3 separate regions of the Sus scrofa genome follow, and all the other regions are linked to region 3. Evidence: chromatin contacts called from public Hi-C data. All regions are on one chromosome and are shown on one strand. Each heading gives the region's core, a stretch centred on a gene start, on an enhancer-like site or on the middle of the called end of the contact. The rest is flanking DNA. Distances are from core to core; before and after follow the strand shown.

Region 1 (4,058 bases), core at 1,092-3,591, 38 kb before region 3:
TGCACAGAAAGCTGGTTCATAATTAGACTTACACATACATTTTTAGAACCTCCCTGTGTTTTTGCTCCTTCAAGACCTGAATTTTTTTGCTATAAAAAAGGACACTTCCATGAAAAGGAATGATCCCCTTCATTTTAACTAAAAACAAGAAGCTGCTTTTTCTTTTTCTTTCCTTTTCTTAGGGCCGCATCCACAGCATATAGAGGTTCCCAGGCTAGGGGTCTAATCGGAGCTACAGCTGCTGGCCTACACCACAGCCACAGCAACGCCAGATCCTTAACCCACCGAGCAAGGCCAGGGGTCGAACCCGCAACCTCATGGTTCCTAGTCAGATTTGTTAACCACTGAGCCACAATGGGAACTCCTGCTTTTTCTTTTTAAGAATGAAAACCTATTGAGGGTTTTAATTGTAACATCAATATTAGACCCACTAAGAAGCTAGAATGAAAAAGACAGAAATAACACGTTGGTGAGGATGTGGAGAAATCTGAATCCACATCCACTACTTGAGCGAATGTAAAATGGGGCCCTCACCTTCCTAAACGGCACACCCAGAGTAACCGCTGCGGCCCAACAACCCAGGCCCGGGTGTATGCCTCAGAGCGATGAAAACACACGTCCATGCAAAACTGTACCTGAAAGTTTCCAGGCGAAGCAACTCAAATGTCCATCAACAGGTGAGGGACACACAGACAGGACCCCTGACACACTGGTGCCGTCAGCCCCAGCAAGGACGGCCGCTCTGTCCCTCGCTACAACACCGGGTGGACCTTGAAATCGTGCTGCTCAGTGACAGAGGCCGACAAGAGGCCACACGGGGTGTGGTTCCATTTACATAGGGTGCCCAGAACAGGCTCATCTGGAGAGACAGGGCGCGAGGCAGCAGGTGCAGGAGCTGGGACCACACAGGGAACGGGCTTCCTTTTAGGGAGCAGAGGTGCTCTGAAGTTGACTGTGGGGATGGCACACAACTCTGAACATACTAAAACCCACGGAATGTACACATCACATGAGTCAACTACAAGGTACGTGATTATATCTAAATAAAGCTATTTTTCAAAAGCCAAAATTTTAAAAGTGACAAACAGAATTAGCATTCTATATCCTATTTGAGTTTTTTTCCCTCTAAAGATACATGGTACAGAACAAAACAAACACAGTAAAAATAGGGTTACATTATTTACCTGGATACACAGCCTGCTTTTTCCTTTAACATCAGGCTGTGGCCACTTCACAGGCACGCAGAGTTCAAAAGCACCCACGTCTGAGTGGCCACAACTGCAATCTCGGCCCTCCCAAATCTGGACAGAAATTCCTCCCTGATTTCAGAGCCCCGCACGGCCGTCCCGCTGCTCCCTCGGGGCAAATCCCTGTGGTACCTCTGGGATCCGGGGCCCCAGACCCTCCAGGAGGTGGGGGCCAAACTGCCATGGAGTCTCATCAACATTTACAAACTCTGCTAACCTGGTGACCAAAAAACCACTGCCTTCATTCAAAAAGTTTAAATTATCAGTGAGGCTGAATATCTGCCAGATGTTTCTAAGCACTTTTTGTTTCCTTTGTGTTGAAATGTCTTTGGTCCATATTCTATTAAGTGTCCATCTTTTCATAGTCTTCTCAAGTTCAGGGCACTAATCCACGGAGACCTTTTAAATTTGTGTTGCAAATTAAAAGACAGATCCCTGATGCGAGCTCCTGCCATGGACAGGCAGGTCAGCCCACCGCTTCCATCAGGAGCTGAGGGGACCCTGAACAGAGGCCAACATCAGCAGGGTGGTGGCACGGGCGTGCCCCCATGTGCCAGCAAGTGGCCAGACCCCAGCAGAGGCGGCCCGTGCAGTGTCTTCATAGGAGAAGAGCTGGAAGCGTGTTTCTAAGAGAAAAGGAAACGGTGGGCCTTGGGGAGCAGGGTAAAACAGGCTCTCCCTCTGGAGACTCCAAGGGGCCACACAGCCTGAGCCCCGGGTCTCTCTGCGCACAGGTTGGCAACAGACACAGGATTGTGCCAGCTTTTCCATAAAGGGGAAGCATGGCCAGAACACTGCCTGCCTTCAATACCACTGTCTGGCAGGAGAAAACCAGTACACGCAGCACGTCACCTCTGAGGCCGGCCGCAGCGACAAGCTCCCACGGGTGATTCCAGGGAGACGCTCCAGCACGGTTTCACAGCATCCGGCAAACCCTCGTTGGGAAAAGAGAAAAGCCCCTGACAAGGGAAGCTGCCCGCCCCTCCCTGCCTGAGCCCAGATGTCCCGGCAGGGCCCCTGGGACGGAAGAGTCACTTCCCAGCATCTGCACCCCCCCCCACTCCAGCCAGACACGAGGTTCGCTCCTGAGAAAAGGGCCTGGCCTTCCCCATGGTGTGCGGTGTCTGTTTCCCAATCCAGCAGGGCGGGGAGGGCAGGAGCTGCCCCATCCGGGGCGGGCGCTGGGCGGGGGGGGGGGGGCGGTGTCGCTCGTGGGAACCACGCTGTGCTCAAGGGCCAAGAGTCACGGATATGCCCCCGAGTAACTGCCGCCCAGCAGTTAGGGCCCAGAACAGGGACCGGGCCCATGCAGCGGCCCAGGAGGGCTGGGAGCCAAGCAGGCAGGGCCAGTTTCCAAGGGGTTCCGAAGGCTCGTGAGCCACTACCTAAAACCTGCGTTAAAAGCTCTGTGTTCACGGGACAAGAGCGGGGCGGGGGGGGGAGGGGGGGAAGAATCCCGCAGCTGTGGGTGCTCAGGGTCCCGTGATCCGCAGGCCACACCCAGCGCTGGGAAGGCCAGGCAACAGCAGATCCGGCAGATCCGAGACTCCTGTGGGTTCTCAGAGGCAGGAAAAGCGTTTTTGGTTTCTTCTAAGTCCTTCTCTCACTTCCTTTAAATGGTGATTTGAAAACTTTAAAATGCCTGAGCAACTCAGACCCTCAGCATCTGTGAGTCTGAATTACAAAAGCTTTTTCCTGAGCTCCACAGGGAGCCTCCTCTCACCCTGAGTTCTAGGTCCAGCCTGACTGTCTTCTTTCGGGGACAGGATGAAGAAACCCTGACTTGATCAGGGACCAGAGGGTGGAGTCAGCCCCCCCAACCCCAGGAGCAGGCTCTGAACTCAGATCAGTTTTCACAAACGCTGGGGAAGCAGCATCCCACCTGGACCCCACCTGGGCCAATGCGGCCCGCAGGATGAGGCCGGATCACCAGACACGAGGGGACCTGGGGCCCCGGCCCGCAGGCAGCTTGGCAGTGCCCTCTGGGTTGAGAAACGTGCTCCAGGAGCTTCAGATGCTGCCCCAGAAGCACCAAGACCCTGGCCAGACGTCTGTGCCTGAGCCTGAGCCAGCATGGGTGACCTACAGCCCGTGGGCCCCTCCCCAGGACCAACGGGGGAGCGTCCTCCCTGCCTGGGGCTCCCCGGGATGGGGGGCTCACCTAATCGAGATGGTGGAACTTCTGAGCCTGAGGCCTGCGTTTATATCAAAGAGACTTTTCTTGGCTTTGACTTGGGAAGTTAGAAAAGAGTGTTGGGAGAGAGGATCCCATTTGTACAGTCTCGTAATTTCAAAGTTGGTGTTTTCTAGTCAACAGCTTGGTTCTCATTAAAAACATCTGAGAAAATGAAGTCTTTCTTCCCAAACCACAGACTTCCTCTGGTCCCTTTCAGATTCTAACCCCAAACAGCTTCTCCCTCCTGAAGACTGCAGGGGCCTTTCTGGGCTTAGTCATTTCCACACAACAGCCCTATTTTCTGAACAATCTGCATCTCTCTGTGAACAGAAGGACCCTCTCAAGTCGTTGACCCACATGCTCCTTCTGACTCCACAGCGGAAGCTCCCACCCATCCGCTGGGAACAGCCTTTCATTTGGGAACGTTCTTGGCGAGAATGAAAGGATTGGAGAGTCTGTAATTACACCCAAATCGGTGAACATGACGATGGGCTGGCTGCTGCTTCATTCTGCTCTGGAAAGCAGTTATTTTACTAACATCTAAATTTTAAATTAAAAAAATTCAAGGAGTTCCCATCATGGCTCAGCGGTTAGAGAACCCGACTAGCATCCATGAGGACATGGGTTCGAGCCCT
Region 2 (4,192 bases), core at 1,245-3,744, 56 kb after region 3:
ATGAGGCAATTCTCAGAATAATTACATACTGCATCGTCTAATTTTCGTAGAAAAGAAAAAGACATATTTATAAATGTACACATGTGCGTTCAGAGTACAGAAAGGAGACCAGAAAATGCACAGCAATGTGTAGGGATAGCTTCTGGGAAGAGGAGGAGGGGAGGGTCAGCGAAATGTCCAGTTCATACACCGTAACAGGGGGAATCCTTTATAGAGAGAGTGCATCCATGTGAAATATGACAAAAAAGACAAACTCTAAGGAGGCGATACCCAGATAATTATATATAAATGTCACTAAATGAACAGAAGCAATTGAAAATATGGCTTGAAATACAGCCCACAGAACTGATTAATTACCTGCTGGCACTGAAGGGGTAGGGAAGTCTTGCATCTTTGCATTTTTTGGGGGGGGCCCTCAGTTGCGGCATATGGAAGTTCCCAGGCTAGGGGTTGCATCGGAGCTGCAGCTGCTGGCCTACACCACAGCCACAGAAATGTGGGATACGAGATGCGTCTGCAACCTACACACAGCTCAAGGCAACGCCGGATCCTTAACCCACTGTGCGAAGCCAGGGATGGAATCCTCATGGATACTAGTTGGGTTAGTTACCACTGAGCCACAACAGGAACTTCTCTTTGCACTCATTAATTGCATTTACATATTTACACGTTTCCTTCTGTTAGACTGAAGATTTAACATGTACAGAGATTGCTCTCTGAGGTGGCTTTCTGCAAGAGTGCACATAATGTCTTCGTCTTTGCACACATAACTGCTAGCACCATGTTGTGCACATTGAACTAAGTGAAACGTATTTGTCAAATAATGTTTCTTTTTACATTCAATTCATCAAAGAAGGGTTGTTGTGGGTGTTTTTTTAACAGCTTTATTGAGACATGTTTTACATACCATAAAATTTAAAGTGTAGACTTCAGTGGCTTTTAGTTTATTCACAGAGCTATGCAGCAACCACTGCAATCTGGTTTTTCGTTTGTTTGTTTGTTTTTGGCTACACCCCAGGTATATGGAAGTTCCTAGGCCAGGGATCAAGCCAACTTCACAGCTGTGACCTTGCCACAGCTGTGGCATTGCCAGGTCCTTAACCCACTGCACCACATGGGAACTCCCAATGCAATCTGGTTTTGATCACTGTCATCACCCTAAAAGAAATCTTCTACCTTTTAGTAGTCACTTCCCATCAGCCCAACCCCATTCCTCACTCCAGCCTCTGACAATTACTATTCAACTATCTCTATTAATTTGCCTATTCTGGATATTTCATATAAATAGTGTTAAAGAGAAAAATATTCAAATAACATTTGTAAAAGCACTATAAGGAAGATTTATTCAGAGGTGGGGAGCTATCAACACAGGTACAGGGACCACTGTGATGGAAATTTGCAGTGACGGATGTGAGACTTCAAGGCTTCTCCAAGGAGATAAAACTCAAAAGATAAGAATTGCCAGACCCTTATCATCCCACAACAAGGGAGAGATTGGGCTCAACTCAGAATGCAGCACAGGCAGGTGGGAATGCCCATCCAGGGAGCAGGGTGCTGGTCTTTGAGTGGAAAATTACTAAGAGGAAACCTGGGGTCGGGGGATTCTTCCTGAAGGCAGGCTGGGTGATCAGACATCACCCGGGAGGTTGTCAGGATGAGGAACCTACAGGGTGGGGGATTTTGGCTGAACTGACATCAGAATGCTTGCAAAAACTGAACAACGCAGAAAGGAACATGGAAGTCCAAAAAACAAGCCTCCTTGAAATGATTTAGGGAAGCCTGAGCAAACTTTGGTCAGTGATAGAATTGGTGTTCCTGGAACGACACAGAATACGAGGTCTCTCGTGATTGGCTCCTTCACTAAGCATAAGGTTCAAACGTGACATTTCATTCATTGTTGCTGAATAATATTCCATTGTATGGACCCAGGTTTTAACAGATCCACATCTTTTCGGTTCTTGTTTTTGATCAGCTACCGCTCCAGGAGGCTGCATTTTGCCAAAGGACAATCTGAAAGGACACTAGCCCTTGGCTGTACGGTCAGAGAGCTTCTACACCACGTGCCGGGACTCCGCGTGGGCGCTCACTTCACCGCACAACCAGCCTCTGAGGCTTTTATTGCCATTTTTACGAGAGAAGCACGAGTCACATTTAGATGCACTGAACCTGGGGGCGTGGCGGCCAAGCGCCCGACTCCGAAAGAGTTAATCAGAAATGGGCGCACTGACACGTCATTGGCTGCGCCTCCGCCGCGAAATGAGTCTCAGAGTAAAGGCGACTGCAGCCCCCAGGAACCCAGGCAACGCAAGGGCTAAGAGAACGCCACGGAACCTACGGCGCGACGCCCGTTTCCGGCGCCAGAGGGGGATGCGTTTGCGGCGGACTTCCGGGGCGGGGCTGGGTCGGGAGCGGAAGTTTCCCGGCGGCGCGCGCAGTCCGGCTGGGTTGGACAGGGTGTGAGGATCCGAGCGCGGGGTACGTCCGGCCGGCAGCCGGAAGGAGGGCGCGCGCCGGACCCTGGCCGTGCAGCCATGAACCTGGAGCGGCTGCGGAAGCGCGTCCGGCAGTACCTGGACCAGGTGGGCGGCCCGGGGCTCGTGAGGCAGCCCCTTGTACGCAGAGGAGGCTGCTATCGGCGTCTTGGTGGCGCGCAGCCCTGAGGGCCTGGGCTTTGGTTCAGAGTAAAGCTCCGGAAGGGAGGGCTCCGGCCCTCAGCCCTTTGCAGGCTGGAGGCAGAGGAATACTGAGCAGGAAGCCGCCTATGCGTCCGGCGAGTCTTGCACATGTTCAAGCCCCGCTCCGCAGCCTGCCCACCCGGGGCGCGTCGGTGCTCAGTACAAACTTCGTGCCAAGTGGAAGCTGAAGGATACTTTTAAGAGGAAAGTTTCGAGGTGGACTTTGAATTTAGCTAGCTCATAGAAAATATTTGAAAAGTTCAGTTGTAATTCTTACTTGGCCGAATTTAAGTGAATAGAGAGAAAAACGAATCTGTAGTCTCAGAATCAGTACTTTAAAAAGAAAAAGTTCAGTATAAACGGCACGTTCATTCCCTGCACTGCCCTCGAATGGACAGCAAACAGTGTTTAAGGGACAGAAGTGTTTCCAGAATCAGCAGCATCAGCTTAATACATGTTGTCATTTAGTTGTGTAAATCATGTTCTCCGAAAAAGTTGGAAACCAAGTAGGTGAGGGAAAAGCGTATTGTGTGAACTGTTCCGAACTGGATGTGAGATGTTGCTGTCAAATGTTCGAAGCATGCTGAAGGGCTGCATTTTGGTTAACTGTAAGTCAGCTGAGGTGAATAAATGTTTCCTGAGCACCTTTTCTCTTGCTCTGGGGATATAATGAGGAGTGAGACCAGCCTGGTTCCACCCTCCTGGCACTTAACGGCCCATAAGCATTTCTCCTCCTAGATTGACTGTCAGCAGAGGTCCTGGTTTGCATCCAGGAGGACTGAAGCAAAGACCGAGAACCATTGCTAATGGCTAGATATTACAAAAGGGTCATTGAAATTATCTGCTTTTTAGATACCTCCTGAGTTTATCCTGTTTTAGGTACGTTTTTGCAGTGTGTTGAGTTTTTTTTTTTTTTAAAGTACCTCCTTGAATTATTGATATCAAAGATTTTATAGTAATATTTTTATTGTATCATTGAACTAAAACTAACCTAGCTTAGATATAAGATAGAGATACAGTATGAGAGACCCCCTACTACATGTAAAAAAATTATTGTATTGACTTGTTGATTTATCTTGTAGCATTTAGATATCTGTGTAAAACTATTGAAATAACAGCAGTTTCCACCTTTTTTTGGATACAGCAACAGTATCAGAGTGCTCTATTTTGGGCAGATAAAGTAGCTTCACTTTCTCATGGTGAGTGACAAATTCAAAATTTTTTTTCCCCCTCATTTCTCTATCATTAAAAGTCTTCTTGCTTTACTTTGCACCTCTGACCATGTATGTGGTTTTTCCCTCCAGAGGAACCCCAGGACATTTACTGGTTGGCTCAGTGTCTTTACCTGACAGCGCAGTATCATAGAGCAGCTCATGCACTTCGGTCACGGAAACTGGACAAAGTAAGTGGTTGTATGAATCTTAAAGCTGTTTAAAGCTTTTCAAAGTGTCATTAGCATCATGTTTAGTTATGTGTTCTTTTTATGTCAAAGTATTTCCAAGGATTCAGTTTTTCTT
Region 3 (4,297 bases), core at 1,062-3,561:
CCAGGGAGCTGGGCCACCGTGCAGAGGCATTTCTGCTCATCCTTGCTGTTAAAGCCCCCAGACATGGGCAGGGGGCTCCAAAGGTTCTAGTAACACACGGCCCCCACCCAGGGTTAAAGACTGCAGACACTCAGTCACTGCACTGACCCTCAGCCAAGTTGGGTGTTTCTCATGCTTATTTAAAGTGCAGCACACAGGGGAAAAAGCCTAACCAGGCAGCATCTTCAGCCCCCTTTTCTCCACACCCAGCCCCCTACCCCCTGTTGGGCCCAGAACCTGCCTCGAGGATGTGCAAGCAGGCGAGCAGGGCTCCTCTCCCAGGCCTTTGGGTGTCCCCTGGCCGCTGCTTCGCCTCCTGTGCCATTTCGATCCTCTCTGCCCCACAGACACAGTTCCAGAACCCTCCCGAGTCAAGTCTGACACTGCCCATGTGGGGCCTGAACCCCAAAGTTCCCTGACGCCTTCCTGCCCACCACACCCAGAAGCCTGGCACGTCACCCCACCCTTCATGCCCTGTGCTTAAGGAGGCAATCTCAAAGCCTCCGGAGGACCGTGGCCCTGAGGGGCACTTCCCTGCCACTCTTCGGGTGAAGAGCCAATGTGAACCTCTCAGCATGAGAGTGACAGATTCCAACCAAGTAAACAGAAGCCCTCTGCAGGCGCCTCCTCAGGGTCCTACCCGCAGTGCTTCTGAGCCAGCTATCAACAGCGTCGCAGCCATGATCCACAAACCAAAATAAAGCAGACACAGGAAACAACACGCTGATTTGGGGTGGCTGGAATTCCTGAGCAGCACTGAATGTCATCAACAGCTGACACTCAAGCAGTCACTGGGTGCCTGGCTCTGTTCCCGGAGGCCCTTTCTCACAGGGGAATGTGCAGCCCCCCGGGGAGGACAGGGAGTTCAGCGGGCAAGACAGACCCTGGGGACAGGCAACACTCTGAGTCCCGAAAAGCCCTCTCCAACAGGAGCTGGCCCCTCATCCGTGAGAGGACACACTTGTGGCATTAATGTGTAGCAGACACTCCAGGCGCTGATCTTGCTCTGGGGTGAAAAAGTCTTATATCTCCAAGATAAAACAGGACCACCAGGAGAAGGTGACACTCTCTAGATAAACCCAGGAAGTCCAGACATAGCCTTCCAGCTGCACTTCCCTCCCCCAGCTCTTGGGTCCAGTGAGAAAGGCAGGCTGCTCCAGGGACACGACCTGAATGGCAGGCCGGGTGGCCAAAAGCTTCCGCGGCCAGTTCTCAATGGAAGGGGGGAGGGGTGGCTCCTGTGGCTCGCTGCCCTGAGGGAGCCCTGGGCCAGGGCGCTCCACATATTCACACACAGACATACACACACAATCACTCAGGAACACACATATGCACACACAATCCACCTACACAGTCGTGTGCACACCCAGGCACCAGTCAGCAGCCTGCCTCTGCCCCTCGCCCCGGGGCAACATGTGAAAGAGCTCACACGTTCCCAGCAAAGCAAGTTTCTGGGCGCTGCACTGAGCGGAGGTGCGGAACCCCGAGGTGGGTGTTTGGGGCACTAGAAATGTACGCATCCGGAGAGTCCCCACACGCGTGCGCGCGCTCATGCACACGCAGACACACTCCCAGCAGGGATGGGACCCGGGTCCAGCCGCACCTCTCCCTGGTGCAGGCGACCCCACCTGCGGGGACTAGGGGCCGCTCGCGGCGCGGAGGCACCGCGGGGAGCTGCGTCCCCCGAGCTCGGCCCGGCCAGTCCCGCGGAAGGTGGGGAAGGGGCTGCGGTCTCCCAGGAGATGGCGAAGGGGCACTCGGTCCGGCATCTCCCGAAGGTGGGGAGAGAGTTGAGGCCAGAGGTCTCCGGGAAGGTGGGGAGGAAGCCTTGGCCGGGCATCTCCCGAAGGTGGGGAGGAGGTAGCGGCCGGAGGTCTTGGAGGAGGTAGGGAGGGGTCAAGGCTGGGGATCTCCTGGGAGGTGGAGAGGGGAGCGCAAATGAGGAGCGCGCGTCGCCGGGAGGCGCCAGGGCCGCGGCCCTCAGCGAAGGGGTCGGGAGTCTGAGAGCGCCCGCCGATAGCCCCCTGGAAGGCCACGACGCCTCTGCCGGCTCCCGGGAGCTCACCGATCTTGATCTTCACGCTCTGGAAGACTCGGAGCCCCTCTTCCTCCACCGCCATGCTGGGTCGGCCCGGAATTCGTGCGCCGAGCCCCGCCGAGCAGCAGGAGCCAGAGCGGCGGCGCAGTCCCCGCGCTCTGCGCGCGTCTCGTCGACCGCGGGTCGGCCGCGCCTCTGTCCCCTGGCTCCGCCCACGCACCCGACCATTGGCCGAGAGCGCGAGCGTGGGCGGTGAGGCTCCGCCCACGGCCCTGCCCAGTTGCCTTGTGCCTGAGGTCCGCAAAGGGGCAGGAGCGAGACGGCTCCGCCCACATCCCAGCCCCAGATCCCCATTGGCCGAACCCCGCAAGGGGGCGTGGTCGGTATCAGAGAAGGGTTGGAAGGTACCACGCCGGGGTGGTTCACCCAGCAGGGAGGATCCCACAAGGGTTGCTGGAGGAACTGGGCCGAGGGGCGCTGGGGGGTACTGGGCGTGGGGAGGGCGCCAGGAGGGGACCGGTCAGCTGTCGCTGGCTCGGGGAGCGGGGGGCGGTGGCGAGGGCCGGGCGGAAGGGGGGGCGGGGACCGGGAGGGCGGGGCGTGGAGGACTAGGGTTGCAAAGAAGGTGGCGGGGGCTAGGCGAGGGGAGGCAGAATCTGGCGGGAGGACGCGGGAATAGGGAGATGTGCACATGATTTTAAGAAACTCAGACCTAAAGGAATCAAGGAAAAGAATTCTCTGGCCCAGCTCGGCCCCCTCAGAGCAAGTCCGCACTTGCGGACCAGCTGCTGGAGACCTGGCCTCTGGAGGAACAAGGGTTCCACTGAGGTTGCTGATTAGGCTCCGCAGATGTCCATTCCCTTCTGATGCCTTCCTGTCCCTCTACCGTGCCCTGGTCTCCCGCCACCTGGCTCTGAGTCTTTCAGGCCACGTGCACTCCTGTCTGCCCTTGCTGATCCCCATGCTACCATCCTCCCCTTATTTTCTGTCTCCTGACTTCCTGTCCACTTATCTCTCCTCTGACTTAGGAGTGCCCAACATCACACACACAGACTTACACACACACACACCAGAATACAAGCTTAATAAAGAGAGAGGCCTGTTTTTCTCACTGTTTTACCTCACTTCCTTAAAAAAAAAAAAAAAATGCTTAGGTACCTGTTGAAAAAGATTACTGACCATTCTTACCCTCCTTCCAGGTCCTCAATCAGCTGCTTGAGGCAACCTTCTCAGGACTGTCAGAGGAGGTGTTTACTCATGGTTTACTGAAGAGGCTGGGGTCAAGCCCCCAGTGTTGCTGCCTCAGGACCCCAGCAGGCTCCTGTAGTTGTGTGGCCACCCAGAGCCCACCCTCCTCCTAGCCAAGACTTGGCCTCCATCAGGGTAACTGAAAAGTAACCCCAGTTCCTGACCTTCTCAGAGGACCAGCTGAAACCCCAGTAGCAGCTGCATTGTTGCCAAGTGGCTCCTCTGTCCCCATCTTCCCCCCATTCTCTCACAGACTTTCCCTCCCAAACACTTCCAACCAGGTCCTGCACATGGATTTCCTCTTTGGAGTCTGTTTCCAAGGGAACCGCTGTAAGGCATCTGGGGCCAGGAGTGTCCAAGGAGTGGCCTCTATGATGGGGTTTGAGAGCCAGATGCTAAATGACAGCTGGCAGCCCTGCCCTGCTGCAGCAGTGCTGAGTTGCCAGGAGGCCTGCTGAGGGGGACACGGTGGGGTGCAGTGTCTCAGGTATTGGAGAAGTTGGAAAAAGCAGGAATCATCTGGACTGTGGAATTAGGTGGTTCTCGTAGAAATCAATGGAATGAAAAAGGTCACAAATTTAAAGAAAAGTGTGACAAAAAGGTTTCCTTGGTACCATGTAAAGATATCCTCATCTCCTGCAGTCAAAGCCGGGACTTAACCTTGAAGACAGTGGTACCCAGAGCTGGTTGAAGGCTCAATCCTTGGAAGGTTGCTGTAACCATTACACTTTGGGGAGGATCATCTGGATTAATGCGTTCAAATCCTTGAATCCTGGGTTCCTCTAAATCTTCTAGACCGGAAGAGGTGTCCCACTGCCCCCATTAGAGTTGAACGCGCCCTCTGTGCTTGAAGGTGATTCTGGGACAGTACACACACCCAGTGCTCTGCCTCCAGCTCCACTCCTCACTGCACCAACATCACCCAGCTGGAGAGGCACTGCATCTGCAAACAGACCCAGGAAACCCAGTAGG

What was found. Hi-C and Micro-C count contacts between places; a contact is called where the count stands out from the background.
Region 1: a contact with region 3 is called in a Hi-C map of skeletal muscle, with 12 times the contacts expected there. The contact joins the enhancer-like site here to the promoter of RASA3 in region 3. A contact is called at or near these places in 1 of 5 promoter capture datasets (liver), 19 of 47 Hi-C or Micro-C datasets (alveolar macrophages, blood, embryonic fibroblasts and 7 more) and 1 of 2 datasets of contacts at active chromatin or transcription factors (skeletal muscle).
Region 2: a contact with region 3 is called in a Hi-C map of liver, with 2.6 times the contacts expected there. The contact joins the promoter of CDC16 here to the promoter of RASA3 in region 3. A contact is called at or near these places in 7 of 47 Hi-C or Micro-C datasets (alveolar macrophages, blood, fibroblasts and 2 more).

The regions. Positions count from the first base shown.
Region 1 is chr11:78,987,255-78,991,312 of Sscrofa11.1, forward strand. All of the region lies in intron 2 of RASA3 (ras GTPase-activating protein 3), which reads right to left. Among named protein-coding and RNA genes, the nearest start is that of RASA3, 39 kb to the right of the region's middle. Within about 2 kb of position 2,342, at least 34 of the 83 cell types and tissues checked have an H3K27ac peak or open chromatin away from gene starts, as enhancers often do. A contact at or near this core is called in alveolar macrophages, mesenteric adipose tissue, retroperitoneal adipose tissue and 1 more, where this site is marked.
Region 2 is chr11:79,081,749-79,085,940 of Sscrofa11.1, forward strand. It overlaps CDC16 (cell division cycle 16), which reads left to right and starts at 2,495. Exons shown (of 18, transcript NM_001278771.1): 1 at 2,495-2,579; 2 at 3,820-3,874; 3 at 3,980-4,077. The coding sequence starts at 2,532.
Region 3 is chr11:79,025,680-79,029,976 of Sscrofa11.1, forward strand. It overlaps RASA3 (ras GTPase-activating protein 3), which reads right to left and starts at 2,312. Exons shown (of 24, transcript XM_003131110.5): 1 at 2,105-2,312. The coding sequence starts at 2,159.